Regions from separate parts of the Sus scrofa genome. Here region 2 is linked to region 1. A link is a contact called in public HiChIP or PLAC-seq data. All regions are on one chromosome and are shown on one strand. The core of a region is the stretch at or near the end of the contact, and the rest is flanking DNA. Distances in the headings are between cores, read along the strand shown. Region 1 overlaps TBC1D4 (TBC1 domain family member 4). Region 2 overlaps LOC110255830 (a long non-coding RNA gene).

Region 1 (5,511 bases), core at 1,674-4,173:
CCAAAACAAAAACTTTTCCCCCTCATCCCAGTAAAATTTTCAAAGTGAGATGCAAGAACTTTGAGACACAAAAGTGTGTCACATGGTTTTAATTCTTGAAATTACGACTTTAGGAATGTCAGATTGCTGGTTAAATGCAAGTCAAAAAGGAAACTATTGTAAGTTGCATATATACACGGACTGCTGAAACCCTTATCTGGATCCTGACTTCTGAATACATATTTCTTTTATTAGATGAAGCAGGGCAGCTTTTGCCTTATCTTGGCCACCAAACCACTTTTTCAGGATGTCGTTTTCCAGGACATGATAAGGGGTCAGTGGTCTGTTAGGTACGTTCTTGCTATTGGTATAGCATTATCTTATATTTTGACGGCTACTTTTTGGCTTATCATTGGCCATTAAATTCCAGACAAATGAGGAAAATGAGTCATTTGGCAATTTATTTAGATTACAGGATTGAAAATGTAAGATGTTATGAAATTTTCCAATCTGTAATAGAGGGCGAATATATGGGTCTCTTATGCATCAACTACATAGCCCCCCCCCCCCCCAAACTGTGTATTTTACAGGGAATAATAAAAATGATAGGGGCCCTTCTCAATTTTAATTTTAGTTCTATCCAAACACTTGTTATGTCATTAAAATACAGATTTAGAACTCGGTTTGGTTTATTCTGGTTTTGTTGTTAGAGCTACTAAAGAGTCAAGACAAACTACTATTCTTTGAACACCTAATCCTGCGAAGCCTTGAAGTAGTTGCTTTTAGCTTTCTAGGCTCAAATTCTAAATTAGATACCCTTATGTAGATGTGTTACTTAACTGGAAGAAAGACACCTTACGCTGTTGATCACCAGTACTGTCTCTGTCAGTACCTCCCAGCGCCAGCACCATCTCAGCCTGTGCTTTTGGGGATTGGAGCTATTAGAACTTTTTGCCAGAAAAATTTAAAAATTGTGATTACCAACAAAAGAGTTTCAAGAAGGTAGATTTAAAAATTTATTTCCAACATGTTAGCCTGGACAATATTTTTTGTTCATTTTACTTAACCTTCTGAGTGAATGTTTTTGTGGTTGTACAATATTAATTACTCAATTTTTAGGGCTGTAGGTGCGGCATATGGAAGGTCCCAGGCTAGGGGTCTCATTGGAGCTGTAGCTGCTCACTCATGCCATAGACATAGCAACGCCAGATGCCAGCCGCCTCTGTGACCTACACGGAAGCTCACAGTGACACCAGATTCGTAACCCACTGAGTGAGGCCAGGGATCGAACCTGTATCCTCATGGATACTAGTTGAGTTCATTTCTACTGAGCCATAACAGGAACTCCTACAATATTAATTTACATGGTTATGTGTTGAGTGCTTACTATTAATTGCCAGTTACTACACTAGAAGCTAGAAATAAATATACCCTCGAGTTAGGCATTTAGCACACAACTGCCAGTGAGGTAGTGTTACACATATGAAGATACATTAAGAGTGTTTTTTAGGGTATAACTATTATATATAGGATGTTTGAGTCATAGTTCCCAAAAGGGAAATATTTGAGTTAATGGTTTCCAAAGTGGAAGCGAAGGTGGACATACTCATTCAGTATTGCAGAGTTTTGAACCGTGGACACATGTGAGGGTTAGAACTTTATCCAGGATACATAACAAAGTGGGTTTGACTATATTGGAATGTGTGTATCAGCTACTTTCTGAAGCATCATAATAGAGCATGTCACTTGCTGTCTGTTTAGTAGCTCAAAGGTATGTCCCTTTCTTTCTTTCTTTCTTTCTTTCTTTCTTTCTTTCTTTCTTTCTTTCTTTCTCTTTCTTTCTCTGTCTGTCTTTCTTTCCTTCCTCCCTCCCTCCCTCCCCCCTCCCTCCCTTCCTTCCTTCCTTCTTTCCTTCTTTCTTTGCTTTTCAGGGCCGCACCTGTGGCATATGGAAGTTCCCAGGCTAGGGGTCCAGTTGGAGCTGTAGCTGCCAGCCTATGCCAGAGCCATAGCAATGCCAGATCCAAGCTGCGTCTTTGACCTATACCACAGTTCACGGCAACACCAGATCCTTTACCCACTGATCGAGGCCAGGGATCAAACCCTTATCCTCATGGATCCTAGTCAGGTTTGTTAACCACTGAGCCATGAAGGAGCTCCCAGTATGTCTTTTTCTTAACCTTAATTTAGCTAACCCCAAAGCAGTAGTTTCAGAAAATACCAAGATTAGAAATAACTGAATTACCTGATAACTGTGAGTGTGGATACACAAAATAAATAAACATATCACAGACGAGGGCTGAATTGCTTTTCTGACTTTTGGTTGCCTCCGCCCTAGTGAGTTCCTCTGGGTACCTGAGCAGGGCTATGGCTTTTCCAGCTGAATTTCACTTCTGCCCTAACTACGAACACTTCCTGGCTCCATCAGAAGTTCTGTGCCTTCACTCATTGGTGTCATCTCCTGTAAATATTATCTTCATCATTCTCTCAGGAAAGCTCAAAGGCTTTAAAACTTAAAAGAACCCAGCATAGTGTCCTTGAGGATTCAGGTTTGATCCCTGGCCTCATTCAGTGAATTAAGGATCTGGCATTGCTGCGAGCTGTGGCATGGGTCACAGATGCAGCTTGGATCTAGCACTGCTGTGGCTGTTGTATAGGCCTCAGCAGCAGCTCTGATTTGACCCCTAGACCAGTAGCTTCCATATGCTGCAGGTACAGCTCTAAAAAGAAAAACAAACAAACAAAATTTACAAAGGGTAAAATATTCCCACCACAAGTAGCAATAGTCATTGCATGGTATTTTGACTGCTGATAGTGTTGGTTTCAAAAGTAAGTTTGAGTCATAATGACCTTTTTTTTTTTCTCCCCCAATGACCTTTTCTTGCAGATAGCCCCAGTGTCATTTAGAGTGCTCTTTCCTAGAAATGAAATTCTTAGAGCAGAGCAGCATTTCTGCATGTTTGTTTTACAAAGCACTAACATAGAAAGATGTGACATCCCCAACTGCCAACCCTTCTGAAAAAAAAAAAAAAAAAAAAAAAGGAAGGTGATTCTGGGGTCAAATAATTTAAGTTAGGAAATTTCTGTATACTATTTCCCTTTGGAGAGTCACAATACATGCCAGCGTATTACAATCTCTAGGTAGTCTTGCTCTAAAGAAATCTGTTTAATTATTTTATTTTATTTTATTTTTTATTTTTACAGCTTCCCCTGCAGCATCTGGAAGTTCTCAGGCTAGGGGTCAGTTGAGAGCTGCAGATGAGGCCTACACAACAGCCACAGCAACACCAGATCCAAGCTGCATGTGAGATCTATGCTGCAACTTGCAGCAAGGCCAGATTCTTAACCCACTGAGTGAGGCCAGGGCACAAACCCATATGTCACAGAGACAAGGTTGGGTCCCTAACCCACTGAGCCACAACAGCCATTAAAAACTTTGTGTTTAATATTTTAAAATGTAACCTATCCAATCTTATTGGCCACACTTTTTTCTTTAATATATCACCTCACAATAATCCCATGGTTGGAGTTCCTGTGTGGCTCAGCAGGTTAAGGATCTGACACTGACAGTGCAGTGGCTCAGGTCGCTGCTGTGGCGTGGGTTAAATCCCTGGCCCGAGAACTTCTGCATGATGCAGGTGCAGCCAGAAAACAGAAATAATAATCCCAAGGTTGACCATTCTGCCTTTGTTCAGGTTTCTTTCTGTCGTGATTCAGCTATGGGTAGGTAACACTTTGGAGATGGTTAACAGTTACAGAAGACTAGAAGCTATCTTGTTAGCCCATCCCAAAAGAGCTATACGAAAAGCTCCTCAGGAGCCTTTCTTGAAATATTTACATTGTTTTGAATATACTACTAATTTTAGGTTTTTTTAGCAAAGCATGGATTCATTAGTTAATCAGCCTTTACTCATTTTTTTTTCTTTTTTTCTTTTTTTTTGCCTTTTCTAGGGCCGCTCCCTCGGCATATGGAGGTTCCCAGGCTAGGGGTCCAATCGGAGCTGTAGCTGCTGGCCGACGCCAGAGCCACAGCAACTTGCGATCCGAGCTGCGTCTGTGACCTACACCACAGCTCATGGCAATGCCAGATCCTTAACCCACTGAGCAAGGCCAGGGATCGAACCTGCAACCTCATGGTTCCTAGTCAGATTCGTTAACCACTGTGCCACTACGGGAACTCCAGCCTTCACTCCTTTGTATAAATACTACTTTTGCTCAGGTTAGAACTTGGAGTGGTGGGCTGCTGTGGAATGAGTAGAAACAGGTGAGCTTCTGATGACTGAGCTGTGGCCTGGACCGCATCTGTCCCAGGATGCGGTGGCCTGGGTGACCAGGGATGCAGTGCTCCATGGTGCCTGTGGCTTGTGCTTGCCCGTCCTGGAACTTGTGAATGGCTTGTGCTACCATTTGGTTGTGAAGGATCATGTGATACAGTTCCCCTTACAAGCTGTATATTTTTGTGCTTTCCTACAGCGATGGAGAGGGGAGGAAAAGGACCTCATCCACCTGCAGCAATGAGTCGCTAAACACTGGAGGAACCCCCGTCACTCCTCGCCGAATTTCCTGGCGACAGCGCATCTTTCTTAGGGTTGCCTCGCCCATGAACAAATCTCCGTCAGCAATGCAGCAGCAGGGTCCGTGTGGTACTCAGGAAACGGTTTTCCCTTCCTGGCAGCATAAATTAGGGGATGGAATTCGGTGCTTTAGTATAAAGATGTTAAAGTGGTTGCAGTGGAGAAATAATTTCTCTTTTTATATCCAATATAGTGGTTAACCTCTCGGATATCATTAAAACCTATCAGATATTCAGCAAACGCTTGTTGAGTGAAGAATGAATAAACAGGAATTCTCATCGTGGTACAGCGGAAATGAATCTGACTAGGAACCATGAGGTTGCGGGTTCGATCCCTGGCCTCCTTCAGTGGGTTAAGGATCTGGCATTGCCGTGAGCTTTGGTGTAGGTTGCAGATGAGGCTCAGATCTGGTGTTGCTGTGGCTCTGGTGTAGGCCGGCGGCTATAGCTCTGACTGGACCCCTAGCCTGGGAACCTCCGTATGCTGCGGGTGTGGCCCTAAAAAGACAGACCAAAAGAAAAAAAAAAGAGTGAACAAACGATTAAATGAATGAGTGAATATATGATTTCCCCAAACCTGTGAAGAGGAAGAGGCCTGCTCCCTAATGTATGGGAAGCCAGCGTAATGCTAGAAAAGACGTCATAGATCTTTTTATTATCAGAAAAGCAACATTTTTTTTTTTTTTACGAGTCACTCAGAACAGAGGAAGGTAGAAATGTTGAACAGTAAAGAAATGGATCCAGATTCACTAGAGAAATATGCAAAAAGAGAGCACTAGCAGCTGCCTTTGCTCATTAGACCAATAAGAAATTAAAGCAAAATGCCCAAAAGGGCAAAGTAAATATAAGAATAAACAAAAAAGATTTAAGAATGACGAGAACACCCATAATTATACAGCTTTGAGAGCTAGAAAATAACACTCTATAGAATTGTGGGGAGAAATGAATGAATAAGTAAA
Region 2 (5,511 bases), core at 974-3,473, 1.5 Mb before region 1:
CACATATTGGGTAGACATTATTTCTCTTGCCTTTATCCTCTGCGTTGCCACTTGATTCTTGTAATTTCCACGTTTTTACATTTCTGTTTAATGCTCTGATAGGATTGCATAACTTGGTCTCCTAATCACTAATTTGGTCTTCAGTTGTGCCTGTTCTGCTATTCAACTCTTTAAATGAGTTTCTTATTTTGGCAAGAATTGTTTTTTATTTTATTAGAACGTATTTTTATTTTTATTATTTTAATTTTCTTTGTTCTCTGGTTAATGTTTTCCATAATAGCATCTTCTACTTTTATGAATACTGTAATTTAATTTTCTATGAGAAAATTACTTTAAAATTAGAACATTTTTTCCTGTTTCTTCTGGAATCATTCACAATACTTCATCATCTGGTACCTTTCCTTCATGCTCTTGGTTTTCCTTATGTTTATTCATTATGAATTCCAGGTGAATCAGACTGGTCACAGTTATTGGGACATGACTCTTGACGGCAGTATCACTCTGTCTGCGGTGGATGCTCGTCTGTCCCTCAATCCCCCAATCTAGATGATGACCCTTAGGCTTGGAGACCAAGGGGCCTCCTCCCTGGTCAGATCTTAAGGAAGCTCTTAAACTCAGCTTAGGTGAGAGGTACTGGTCAGGGTGTAAAAACAGGGCTAACATGGTCAGCCATGCTTGCATATTATAGTTTAAAGATTAAAAAAATATATATATAGGCCACAGAACCTACAGAGAGAACTTCAAGTTTTTTCACTGACATCTCACTTCAGTAGAAATTTTGGATTAAATCACCACCAGACCACTGGCGGGCTCTAGATTGCTTTCCTTGGATCAATGTCCGTTGCTGGGCTAATCAGTCATGGTGGGGGTGGTGGGGTCTTGTGGGATCTGTGTGATCACTTAGTCAACAGAGGGGGACCACAAACTCGGGGACCACGAGTGTGCTGCACATTATTTGTCTTGGCTTATAAGGTGTGATGATCTTCTCCCAAGAATTATCATCATTGACTTTTATTTTTTTTTTTTTTACTTATTTTTCATGTTCCATGTGGCTTTGACTGCTCTATTCCATTAAGCATAGAACATTAAGCAGGATATTTTACTGATGTCTCAATGATTTTATCCCCTGTCTTTCATTTGCACATATTCTTCCTGGCTGATAAACTAGAATTCTAAAACTTAACTTTATGAAATTAGCAGGAAGAGAGAGAACAAAGAGATACCAACTGAAAGTTGAGGCTGGGCCTCACAGAACCATCAGCTATGGGCCCCTATTGGTACTGAGCACATTCATAGGACTGGCTATCAGTTTTGCAGGTCTTGATTTTTATCGATGCATCCAAAGTTGACTAGAGTCTTGGGGACTGACTCTCACTAACCCAAATAATTTGAGAACAAAGAGTCAATCAGAATACTAATTTGTTTTTTTTTGTTTGTTTTTTGTTTTTTTACTTATTTATTTATTTTTGTCTTTTTGCCATTTCTTGGGCCGCTTTGGCGGCATATGGAGGTTCCCAGGCTAGGGGTCGAATCGGAGCCGTAGCCACCAGCCTACGCCAGAGCCACAGCAATGCGGGATCCGAGCCGCGTCTGCGACCTACACCACAGCTCAGGGCAACGCCGGATCGTTAACCCACTGAGCAAGGGCAGGGATGGAACCCGCAACCTCATGGTTCCTAGTTGGATTCGTTAACCACTGCGCCACGACGGGAACTCCCAGAATGCTAATTTGTTAATTTACATTGATTAGAATTCCATAGAGTCTGCTACTCAAGCCCTTTTTCTCTGTCAAGAAGGCAAATTAGCGATGGTCATAGCAGAGGAGCAGGCTGAGAGCTGCTTTGCCCAGACTGTGGAAGAGCCACTGTCCTTGCCCCAGGAAATCTCCTATCTCCCTGGTACCCAGATGCCTGCATCCACCAGATGCTCTACTAGATGCATTTGACTATATTCGTATTTTGCTTTCCATAAATGACCTTTATGTCGTTGGCCTTTTAGCATTTGCTCTATGAAGACATGATGGTACCTTATAGCACAGGGTGATCAGACATCCCTGGGTTTTACATTTTAGGCTCCAAACACATCAGCCTTGTCAGTCGGGGGGGATGGATGAGCTCTGTACCCTCCAAGTTTACTACATGAAAAAAACATGGACTCTGGGTGTCAGCAGCATGACAACAAATAGGGGAACTCACTGTCGTCATGTTTCAGTGAGAGAAAAATTCCTGTCAGTTGAAATAGCTGTCATGATTCATTCAAAATATACACATTAGCCATGCATTTCAACATCTTAGTATTTCCTCAAAACATTGTTGGAAAAATATTTAGAATTAACATTACCTCTTCTGATTTTTCTGACACTTGGTATTTTCCTTATGACTACTTAGGTTCTGCTTTGTGGAATTCTTAGCCTTGCTCCTTTCCTTCCTCCCTCTGTAATTCACAAAGCACAGTCTCCTTTTTCTGCAGTTTAACATAACAAAATCTAATTTGCAAAGGTTTTAATACTCTCTGATTATAGCATCATTTCTGAATCAGTGGTATTCTTTTTTTCCACCAACTTAAATTTGTCTTGTTCTCAGATGGGTGAAAAATGGGAAAAGGAATGGTCAAAATCAAGAGTCTTCTGTGTGGAGGGGAGAAAAGTGCTCAGCAAGTTCCACAGAACAAGCAGGCCTTGGGCTTTGGTGAAGGGATTCAGATAACAGGGTAGGGGGAGGGAAGTCTGGCTCAGGGGCCCATGAGAGCCAGCTTCTCTTTCTCAGCTTCTCCCTGCCACCAAGGAAAGGGCAAGTCTTGGACCTCATGTTTTTATGGCTTGCTCTGTGGTGGGAGTGGAGTCTTCCTACTGGCAAAAATTGGGAAGAGTAGGGGAGTTCCTGTCGTGGCGCAGTGGTTAATAAATCCGACTAGGAACCATGAGGTTGTGGGTTTGATCCCTGGCCTTGCTCAGTGGGTTGACGATTCGGCGTTGCCATGAGCTGTGGTGTAGGTTGCAGACAGGGCTCGGATCCCGTGTTGCTGTGGCTCTGGCGTAGGCTGGTGGCTACAGCTCCAATTGGACCCCTAGCCTGGGAACCTCCATATGCTGCGGGAGCGGCCCAAGAAATAGCAAAAAGACAAAAAAAAAAAAAAAAAAAAAAAAAGAAATTGGCAAGAGTAGTAGGAGGGGGATTTGGAGGCCAGTGGGCTTAATTTCTCACCCTCCCCCCTTCCCTCCCTCCCTCCTTCCTTCTTTCCCACCTGCCTTCTTTTCCAGCCAAGGAATCACTAACGCCTCTAGGTAGGTGTGCCTTCTGATCTGAGTTTTCTGAGGGAATCCAAAAGGCCTTGAAAATTTATTTGCATCTCCCTCCTCTGGAAGCTTCCTACCAAGGTTAGCAAGTCTGGTGGTAAAGAATTATAGGGAAGAGTTCACAGGCAACAGATTATTTTAGAAAACATCCTGCACTTTTTTCAATGATAAAAAACTGTGTGTGTGTGTGTGTGAGAGAGAGAGATGGTGGAGGTGGTTTTGGGGGCGAGATGATTAGGATGGAGGGGAATCTGGAAACAGCTCTATCTGGGTCTGTGGGACATAATGCACTATAAACCTATAATGGTTGGAATTCCCATCATGGCTCAGAGGAAAGGAATCTGACTAGTACCCGTGAGGACACAGGTTCAATCCCTGGCCTTGCTCTGTAGGCTAAGGATCCGGTGTTACCGTGAGCTGTGGTGTAGGTCACAGATGCAGCTTGGATCAGGCATTGCTGTGCCTGTGGTGTAGGCTGGCAGATGCAGCTCTGATTCAACCCCTAGCCTAGGAACCTCCATATGCCGTGGGTGTGGCCCTAAAAAGACAAAACAAACAAACAAAAAAAACCAACAAAAAACCTATGGTGGTTAATGTTATGTGTCAACTTGGCTATGGTATCCAGTAGTTTGGTCAAACACCAATCTAGATGTTGCTTAGGAGGTATTTTTCAGATGTGATAACATTTAAGTCAGTGGACTTTGAGTAAAGCAGTTTACCCTCCATAATGGGCCTCAGCCAATCAGTTGGAAGCCTTAAGAGAAAAAAACTGAGATCACTCAAGGAGGAAGGAATTCTGCTCCAGACTGCTGTTCAAAATCAAGACTTCAACATCAGCTCTTCTTTGGGTCTCCAGCCTGCAGATTACACAGTTGCTAGCCTGAACTATCACATGACCAGCTCTGTAAAATCTCCCCCTCTCTCGTTTGTATTAATTCTAATCACACACACACACACACACACACACACACACACACACACACACACACACCATTGATTCCGTTTCTCTGGGGAAGCCGGGTTAATACAAAGTGCCAAAGTGCAAAGGGCAGGGAGATTCCATATCTTTTGTCTTTGTATCTCCAGTACCTGTTTGTCCAGGATCTCCAGTCTCTGCCTCTTTGTGGACATTGTGTGAGTGAGCATGTGAGGGTGTGCATACCTGTGGACCTAGGTGAGTATGGTGGTCCCATGTCCCTACCTTGTTCTGCTTTTTGACCAGCTGAGAAACTGCATTTTAGTCCCGGGGGTGACATTCTGCATGTATATCCTACAATGGACAGGGGGCACTTTCCTGAAAGACTCTGGAATTGCTCTGCAGCCATGGACTTCTGGCATGTTGGGGACCAGTTACCATTAGGAAGTAATGATGGGGAATATCAGGAGGCCAGCTGGCCACCTCAACAGGGTCTTCCTGGGAAAATGCCTTCATGAGGTCACCTGAGTGAACAGGCTCAATCCAGCCACGAGTACTGAGCTCCTCTGATATCTCACCCCTTGTAGGAAGCTGAAGCATGGACCAGAATGCCAGTGTTTCAGGTAATTTTTTAATATATTTGTATTTTGGCCATACTCATGGCATGCAGAAGTTCCTGGACCAGGAATCAAATAGCAGTGGTCTGAGCCACAGCAGTGATGTTGGATCCTTAACCTGCTGAGCCACCAGGGAACTCAGCTAGTGTGTCATTTTACACTCCAGATGCTCCTTCACATTACAAGGCTAGGTGTGTTCACTGTGTAGGGTCCTTCCCTATGGCATCATGGCTGGGAGATCAGATGAGTAATGGGATATTGCTTGCCGAGTATAAAACTGGAGAAAAAAAGTGAAAGAAATTTGAGGGATGTTTCCCAAGACTTTGGGAAAGCTCGAAGTCCTTGTTCCACACATTGGGTTCTTCTCTTTGATCTTCACTAAATGCAGGGTCTTGCCAGGACATGCTAATAAGAATTCTTTGCTTTTTTTTGTTCCTCTTTTAAAATCCCATATTGATCATCTTCCTGTTGTTGCAACACACAGACATATGACAGCACATTCTTGGTCTTTTTTTTTCTTTTTTGTCTTTTTGCCATTTCTTGGGCTGCTCCTGCAGCATATGGAGGTTCCCAGGCTAGGGGTCGAATCGGAGCCACAGCTGCCGGCCTACGCCAGAGGCACAGCAACTCTGGATCTGAGCTGCATTTGCAACCTACACCACAGCTCACAGCAACGCCGGATC

The links. HiChIP or PLAC-seq counts read pairs in DNA pulled down with a chosen protein or histone mark.
Region 2: a contact with region 1 is called in an H3K27ac HiChIP or PLAC-seq map of alveolar macrophages. The contact joins two enhancer-like sites. A contact is called at or near these places in 1 of 47 Hi-C or Micro-C datasets (embryonic fibroblasts) and 1 of 2 datasets of contacts at active chromatin or transcription factors (alveolar macrophages).

What each region holds. Positions count from the first base shown.
Region 1 is chr11:47,576,898-47,582,408 of Sscrofa11.1, reverse strand. TBC1D4 (TBC1 domain family member 4) reads left to right here. Exons shown (of 20, transcript XM_021065670.1): 12 at 4,453-4,613. Among named protein-coding and RNA genes, the nearest start is that of TBC1D4, 180 kb to the left of the region's middle. Within about 2 kb of position 2,923, at least 1 of the 83 cell types and tissues checked has an H3K27ac peak or open chromatin away from gene starts, as enhancers often do. A contact at or near this core is called in alveolar macrophages, where this site is marked.
Region 2 is chr11:49,066,478-49,071,988 of Sscrofa11.1, reverse strand. The region is part of intron 3 of LOC110255830 (a long non-coding RNA gene); the gene reads left to right. Among named protein-coding and RNA genes, the nearest start is that of ACOD1, 7.9 kb to the left of the region's middle. Within about 2 kb of position 2,223, at least 1 of the 83 cell types and tissues checked has an H3K27ac peak or open chromatin away from gene starts, as enhancers often do. A contact at or near this core is called in alveolar macrophages, where this site is marked.